Regions from separate parts of the Sus scrofa genome. Here region 2 is linked to region 1. A link is a contact called in public targeted proximity ligation data. All regions are on one chromosome and are shown on one strand. The core of a region is the stretch at or near the end of the contact, and the rest is flanking DNA. Distances in the headings are between cores, read along the strand shown. Region 1 has its middle 46 kb from the start of EPCAM. Region 2 overlaps ATP6V1E2 (V-type proton ATPase subunit E 2).

Region 1 (3,776 bases), core at 446-2,945:
GTGGGGGTGGAGAGAGGTGATGGAAAGGCTTGGAGGTCACAACACCTCTAGAAAACTGTTTCCAGGCTATTCAAGCTTGTGTTTTCTTCCTTGCCCACTGCTTTTGAGGTCCTCCAGTCCTGGGGACAATGGAGCATGTCACTTGCCGGCCAGGATGAGGAGTTGGCTTTCATAAGAGCTGTAGACTGGGTGGGCCTGAGTTGTTAGCTCTGACCAGGTAGAGCTAAGGAGACTTCTAACCTGTGGGATGGGGGATGCGAAGAAGCCGGGCCCTGGCACCTGGCAGACTGGTCATTTTCCATTTAGCCACTAAGAGGCACTGTTGCTCCACAGAAAGAGCCAGGTTGGCGGGCGCTGTTGCTGGGGGTGAAACTAGGCGCAAGGGAGACACTGCCTGGCGTTTCCTGAGCAGCAGTGGTGTGCTAGGCACTGTGAACACTCTAACTCCATAATCACCAAAGACAGGGGTGATGAAATTTATTTTACATTCGAGGTGAAGAGGTAAACAGGATCAGAGAGATTAGATGACATTTTCAATGGCTGAGCCAGAATTCACACTCAAGCCTGCCTAAATCCAAACCCCAGGGCCTGGAGTTCCCATTGTGGCGCAGCCGAAACAAATCCAACAAGGAACCATGAGGTTGCAGGTTCAATCCCTGGATTAGCTCAGTGGGTTAAGGATCTGGGGTTGCCGTGAGCTGTGTGGTGTAGGCTGGCGGCAACAGCTCCAATTCGACCCCTAGCTTGGGAACCTCCAGATAGCATGGGTGCGGGCCGAAAAAGACAAAACACAGAACAAAACAAACCCCAGATCCTTCCCTTAGTCATGATGCCAAATCTTGTCAAGCTGGTCCTCATAGCAGCCACCTCCCAGGGCTATTGCCCACAGCACCAACTTCTCTCACTCATTGGCCTCAGTTTAACCAATTTTGATTTTCCAAATTAATAATAACACCCACTGCCTTGGGTGTAAAATTTTAAATTGGGCTTGTCAAATAATTTCTCTGAATCTAGAGACCATTTTTCAGTGTGTGGTGGGGGGATGGGTGGAGGGGTGGAGACAACAGATTTACTCTTCCAGAGCCTTCTCTTTTAGTCTCATTCTCTTAATCCCTCCTCCTCCACCCCTACCAGCCTTCACGTGGCTGCCAGAGAGCTTTCCTGCAGATTTAATTAGGTGCCTCTCACTACTGCCCTTCAGTAGCTCCTGCAGCTTCCAGGAGAAAGTCCTATTTCTGGGCCAACACCCAAGGTCCTTCCTTCCTGAGCTGCACCCTTCTTTAGTGCACCCTACACACACACACACACACACACACACACACACACACGCTCACAAACATGTACTCTACCTCAGCTCCAGCCCCTGAGCCTCAGGTCTCAGCCACCCACAGAGTTGCAGTCTCCCCAGTGCAAGCAGGAACAATGATACTCCTCGCCAGGTGGTTGTGGGGATGACATGACACCTGTAAAGCTGCTGGCACACTGCAGACCCTGCTAGCAACTCATTAATATGCCCTGCCTTCCTTTGTCGGCTCTGGGAAACGTGCAAGGACAGTGCAGCCTGCAAAGGCAACTGTGTACAATGAATGCTCTATACAGGGCCATCCCTGGGTAGACCTTTCCAGATGGAGGCAAATGTCATCAGGGTTGGTATTTTGCTCAAGTTGACACTGAGGATGGCATTTCCTCTACTGTTTTTTTCTCCTGTGCCCGTGGTGAGCTCCGAGGTGATTCATCTGGCTGCTAAACTCCTTGAGGGCACAAGCAGGGTTGTGAACTGCTGGATATCTTCATAAGCCCAAGAGAGCCCTGGGTCTTCACTGGCGTCTCCAAGAATGCTAGGTGGCCAATTAATTATTGACTGGGTGCGTGCAAAGCTGGAGCGGCGTGCAGGTTATTTCAGGGCATCTCGGGCTGAAACAGAAACTGCATTGTTATAAGAGCCTGTTGAAGCCCAGAAGAAACACGGTGCTTTCACTTCCTGTTGCAGAAGCTGATGGTTTAAAACCACAGGGCATAAGAACAAGAAAGTCATGAGGCTGACCAATGAGCGCTTGATCTGAGCACTCTGCCTTGGTTGGGCTACCCATGCTCAGATGTGGACATCAGCAGGACCCACTCCCGGGGTTTTGATCATCCATCGGTAGCCTCAACTCAGCCCACCCTCTCCTCCTGTTTCCCAGTTTAATCTTCTTATTCTGAGATTCAAAGAGATAGAAATGACCCTTAGACAAAGCTCAGTTTCCAGAAACTCTTAACTAGGCAGACCAGGATCGTGGAACTCAGCCTCTTTCAGGAAGGATCCCACCAGATGAGAAGTGGGGATTTCTCAGCCCAAGCTCTCCTGACTCCAGGCGATCTGTCGTACCTTCAGGGTTCTGGCTTCCCCCATCCACGCCACATGGAACCTACCTGTCCTGGGTTTGCATGTCAGGTAAATTTTCCGACCAATATGCATTTGCCTATTCCTATACCAGAAGGCACCTTTTGGTATTGGTTGGTGTGCCTCTGCTAATCTCAATTCATCAAATGCCCTTTGAACACTGTAAACACGTTCTATAGAGATTATTCTTGCCTTGAGTTATCTCGGTAACTGCCATGTGGCATTTAAACTATCTGGGTAGTCTTCTAGTCTTTATCTCCTCTAGAATCACAGGAAAAACTATTTGCTATTATTCCCATGAGAGATGGGGACTGTCAAGGGGGACATGTCCAAGGTCACCCAGCAAGGTAGTGATGGGCAGGACCTCTGGCTCTGTGTCAGCAGCCTTCCCAGCGAGAGTTGTGAGCACGCTCTGCAGCAGCCCGCACAGGTTTACACACAAGTGTATGTAGGCAGGTGCCCAGGGACAGCCCACCAGGCAGGGAACTCTGGAGTGGGGGGCTGCTGAAGGATTGAGCTTTCTTAGCCCCTGGAGAGCTCGCCACCTCCCAAATATCTTCTCTGCTACCTGAAAGTTTCTCAACAGGGAATGAAGCCTTCAAGTCCCAGCTCCGCTCCTTATTGGTTGTGTGAATTTGGGCAGCACACCTAGTCTCTCTGAGACTTTGTTTCATCATCTGTTAAATGGAGATTTAAATAACACCTATTTTATAGGGTCGTGAGGATTACATTTTAAAATGCACATAATGGGGAGTTCCCGTCATGGCTCAGTGGTTAACAAATCCGACTAGGAACCATGGGATTGTGGGTTCAAGCCCTGGCCTCGCTCAGTGGGTTAAGGATCCGGCATTGCCATGAGCTGTGGTGTAGGTCACAGACGCAGCTCGGATCCCGCGTTGCTGTGGCTCTGGCGTAGGCTGGCAGCTACAGCTCTGATTAGACCCCTAGCCTGGGAATCTCCTTATGCCGTGGGTGCGGCCCTAGAAAAGGCAAAATAAAATAAATAAATTAATTAATAAATTAAATAAAATGCACATGATGGGCTTAGCTGCTGCCTCGATTCCAGTGTTTAAGTGGCACTTATTGTAACTGTGCAGATGGTGGGGTTTATGGTGTTTTTTGTGTTTTCTTTTTGCTTCTCTGGGTTTTTAGCAATTTAACATGCACTGCTGTTGTAGTAAAAAAGATGTTTTTTAATAATAAAAAGTGTTAATTTAATATCCAGACATAGGAAAAGGAAGATATGATTCAAATATATACTAGTACTTAAATACTATATGCCTGTTACTCTGTGTGTATTTTTTTTGTGTGTGTGTGTCTTTTCTAGGGCCGCACCCGCGGCACATGGAGGTCTAATTGGAGCTGTAGCCGCCAGCCTTCACCAGAGCCACAG
Region 2 (3,776 bases), core at 489-2,988, 810 kb after region 1:
CTGTGGCTGGGTGTAGGCAGGCGGCTACAGCGGCAATTGGACCCCTAGCCTGGGAACCTCCATATGCCTCAAGTGTGGCCCTAGGAAAGACAAAAAAAAAGAAAAAAAAAAAAAGGCAAAAAGGATCCCGTGTGTTCTGTATTAATTTTGATATGGGACCTTAGCTCAATAAAAATATTTTTATTATTATACAAGAAACAGAAGACATTATAGAAGTTGAAAAAAATTTTAAAAATCACATATAATTTTACCCTCCTGATACAGTTACTTTTTTTCTTTCAGATTTTACAATAATATTTTCAAATAATTGTGCATAATATGCCTATCATTTTGGACCTTGATTTTTCACATAATGGTATCACTTGATCTTTATAACCTTCATTTTCTTTCTTTCATTTTAAAGGTAATTTTTTTTAAAATGGCTGCACTCGAGGCATATGGAAGTTCCCAGGCCAGGGACTGAATCCAGGCCACCACCTGCAACCTAAGACTCAGCCGTAGCAATGCCAGATCCTTTAACCCGCTGCCTCCGGCCAGGCTGGAGATCAAACCCACACCTCCGCAGCAACATGAGCCACCGCAGTTGGATTCTTAACTCACTGTGCCACAGTGGGAACTCTGTAACTTTCATTTTCAATGCCTGCCAATTATTGCATTTACTATTTTTATAGTTTAACTATTCAACCAGTAATTGCCACTTGAGCTACTTTCAAGTTTTCATTATAACAAAATAATCCCATACTTAGCACATGGCTCTTTTGTGGAATCTGTTTGTATATAACATTTTGTTTACTTGTTAAATTAATATACACACACTGTATTGATTTAAAAGATCCAAAATAGGATAAAGAGAATTTAAATAACTGGCTATTGTACCGCTGAGGGATACCACTGTGAAAATGTGGGTGTTTGTCCTTCCATTACTTTGCTACTCATGTATTATGTGTAGGGACACATATGTATATATACATTATCACCTGTTTATACTGATTTCTCATTAGTTACTACTGTGGCAAGTTTTTAAGCACGTAGGGGTTAAAAGGCTCAGATTCTGTGAGTTCAAATCCTGCTTCTGCCATTTATATAGGTGAGCCCTTTGGATAAACTCTATGGCTCCGTTTTCATACTTGATTAACTAGTCAGCCTTAGGCAGGTTCCTTCTCTAGGCCACAGTTTTTAGAAGAGGGATAATAATAGTATCTGTCTCCTAAAGTCAGAAGAATCAATTCACAGGAAGCATTTAGCAGAAAATCTGGCACATAGTAAGTGCTCAGCAAATATTCCCTAGAGTCATTTTTTCCATGCATTTTTCCATGTCAGGAAAATTATTGGGACTCACCATTTTTAACAACTAAACAATATTGTATTGTTCTTGTTTATACCCTAATTTATTTAATTTTGTTATGTACTTTGTTAATTTCAGTAATAAGACAGTGAATTTTGTGTACCTAAACCTTTGCCTGGGTTTGGATTACTTCCACAAACAAACGTTTATTAAAACTGGTGTTAATGGGTTAAAGAGTTTGAGCGTTTTTAACACTCTTTAAACATACGCCAAACTGCTTTGACAGAAAAGATTTTAGAACCATAGTTTTCAAACTGCAGCAGCAATAAATGCAATCTTGGAAAGCTTTCCTCTCTTCCTGTCTTCCTGTCCCAAGCCCTTAAATTATAGCGTTTGGAGCCATACCCTTTAGGGTCCTAGACTTTTGAGACGGTCCCTTGGTGTGAAAGGGGCCAGCGACTGGGAGCGGGAGGAGGGAGAGAGAACTGGTTTGAATAGCGCACGCCCTGCCCTGACCGTCTTAGTAATTGTACCACAGTTGACAGATGCGGCAGCGGTCACGTGACCCGACCATGACCTCATAGCTCCCGGCTCCCCCTCCTCCCATCCCCCCCCCCAGCCTGGGCTCGGGGACCCGGAGTGGATTAGGTGGCAGCCGCGGTGGCGGGAGGGGGAGGGCATTTCCATCACCCCTCCTTGGCAAGCTATCGAAAGGAGACCTGGGGAACTCTCCTTGGTTCCCTGGGCGAAGAAGGGGGATGCCAGGAAGCCCAGACTCCTGTGATCACTGGCTGGCGAGAAAATGCAACTGCATGGTTAGCAGGTACTTGCTGAATGCAGCTGGGGGCTCAGTTCTGGCTGCAGGCGAGGCTCGGTGCCAGGCACTGCACAAATTTCATCTCACCTAATTCTTCTTTATCCGCCTTTTATCGCTGAGAAAGGAGACTTGGAGGCAGAGATGAGAAAACTTACGGCTTAGCTGGAAACTGAGGACTCGCCCAAACCAAGAGCAAACTGGAGGCGTGTACAAGACAGCGGCCAGGGCCAGCGAGGCTGGGAGTGGGTGGGTGGGACCGCTGCCGCCCAAAAACTTCTGGAAGAAAGGAACGGTGGGTGAGGTGGGATGCAAGAAAGCAGAACAGATGTCACACTGAGCTGACAAGGCATCTGTAGTGGAGAGAATGAGATTTTGGAGGAACAGTGAAATAAAACCAGAGATAAAAGAAAAAAGACAGAGGAGAGTATTGATGGGACAAAGGGGGAGAGCCTTGGCCCAGTTTCACACCAGTGAGGGGCTCCTCCCCCACCCCCACACGCTTTGAAGGTCCTCTCAGGTCCCTGGAGACTTAGGGAGTTGTCAAAGCTACTGATTTTGAGTTTATTCTAGGCCCTTCCTTTGCAGGCAAGTGCCAAGCTCCCGTGACCCTGGTGCTCTCACCATTTTTCTTGAAGATTTCAAAATTCGTTTTAAAAATCTGTGTACCCCTTTGCACATTTTTAGGAGCAAACATTCAAAATTTTTCCATAGTTTAAGTAGTTACATAGAGTGTACTTTCTGGTGTATGCAAATATTGACATTTAAAGATAAAACTGTTAGAGTATTCTGAAAAAATGTTTCTAAGTGAAATGCTATAGGGATTGGATACCCACCATCATCTTTTTAAAAAATACATGAAGTTCTCCCTCAACAGTTGGAAATTTTTCCTCTTTTTTTCCCCTTGAATTTATATTTCCTTCTACTTCTCATACAGAGTTTTATCCTAATACATTTTTATGACTGAATGTCTTTTATGCATCACCCTATCATACTTCTCTCCTGCAAAGCCATGTATGTAAAATGAGTTTATTTTTAAAATTCCTTGCACCAAAAGACTCTAAGTGTTAGAGAATATTTTGACTGGAGTTTTACCATGACAACTAATGCACAATTAATCAAAACAAATACTATCAGAACATTTAATAGATAAAAAAATAAAGCTTACTTGGAAATGCATCTCTTAATGAGATGATGCTTTTTCTCCCTATCCCAATTAGTTCATATATCCATGGATGACTATTACTCATCACTAGAAGGGGTCAGGGTTTGGTATTAATTCTATTTGCTGTTGTTTATAAGTGCAAGAGCTGAGCTCAGCAACTTTTTCACATACTTAAGTACAAAGGGATCCAAAGCATTTTCTGATAGCCATGTCCCTTGATTTTATAAAGTCCCTTTGAGCTATACACCAAAGACCAAATGGGTAGATGATGAAAAATCTATCAGCTAACAACTGGAATAGATTCTCCTTCACTTTGAATGAAAGCAGAGAATTGCTCAGCCATTCATCACTCCTTTTCTCGACGTGGATACCAGGATTTAGACCGTCCTTTCATTGCACCGTACATTTTGTCCCCAAGCTAATGCCCCATGGGAGGATTTGAGATGGGTAAGAAGGGTGCCCTTCTTTGGGGAAGTGGGAGAAGGGTGCTCAGGGAGCCAGGCACATCCCTG

The links.
Region 2: a targeted proximity ligation map of skeletal muscle shows a contact between it and region 1, with 4 times the contacts expected there. A contact is called at or near these places in 2 of 2 datasets of targeted methods (alveolar macrophages and skeletal muscle).

What each region holds. Positions count from the first base shown.
Region 1 is chr3:93,229,341-93,233,116 of Sscrofa11.1, forward strand. No RefSeq gene overlaps it. Among named protein-coding and RNA genes, the nearest start is that of EPCAM, 46 kb to the left of the region's middle.
Region 2 is chr3:94,043,308-94,047,083 of Sscrofa11.1, forward strand. All of the region lies in intron 2 of ATP6V1E2 (V-type proton ATPase subunit E 2), which reads left to right. Among named protein-coding and RNA genes, the nearest start is that of TMEM247, 22 kb to the right of the region's middle.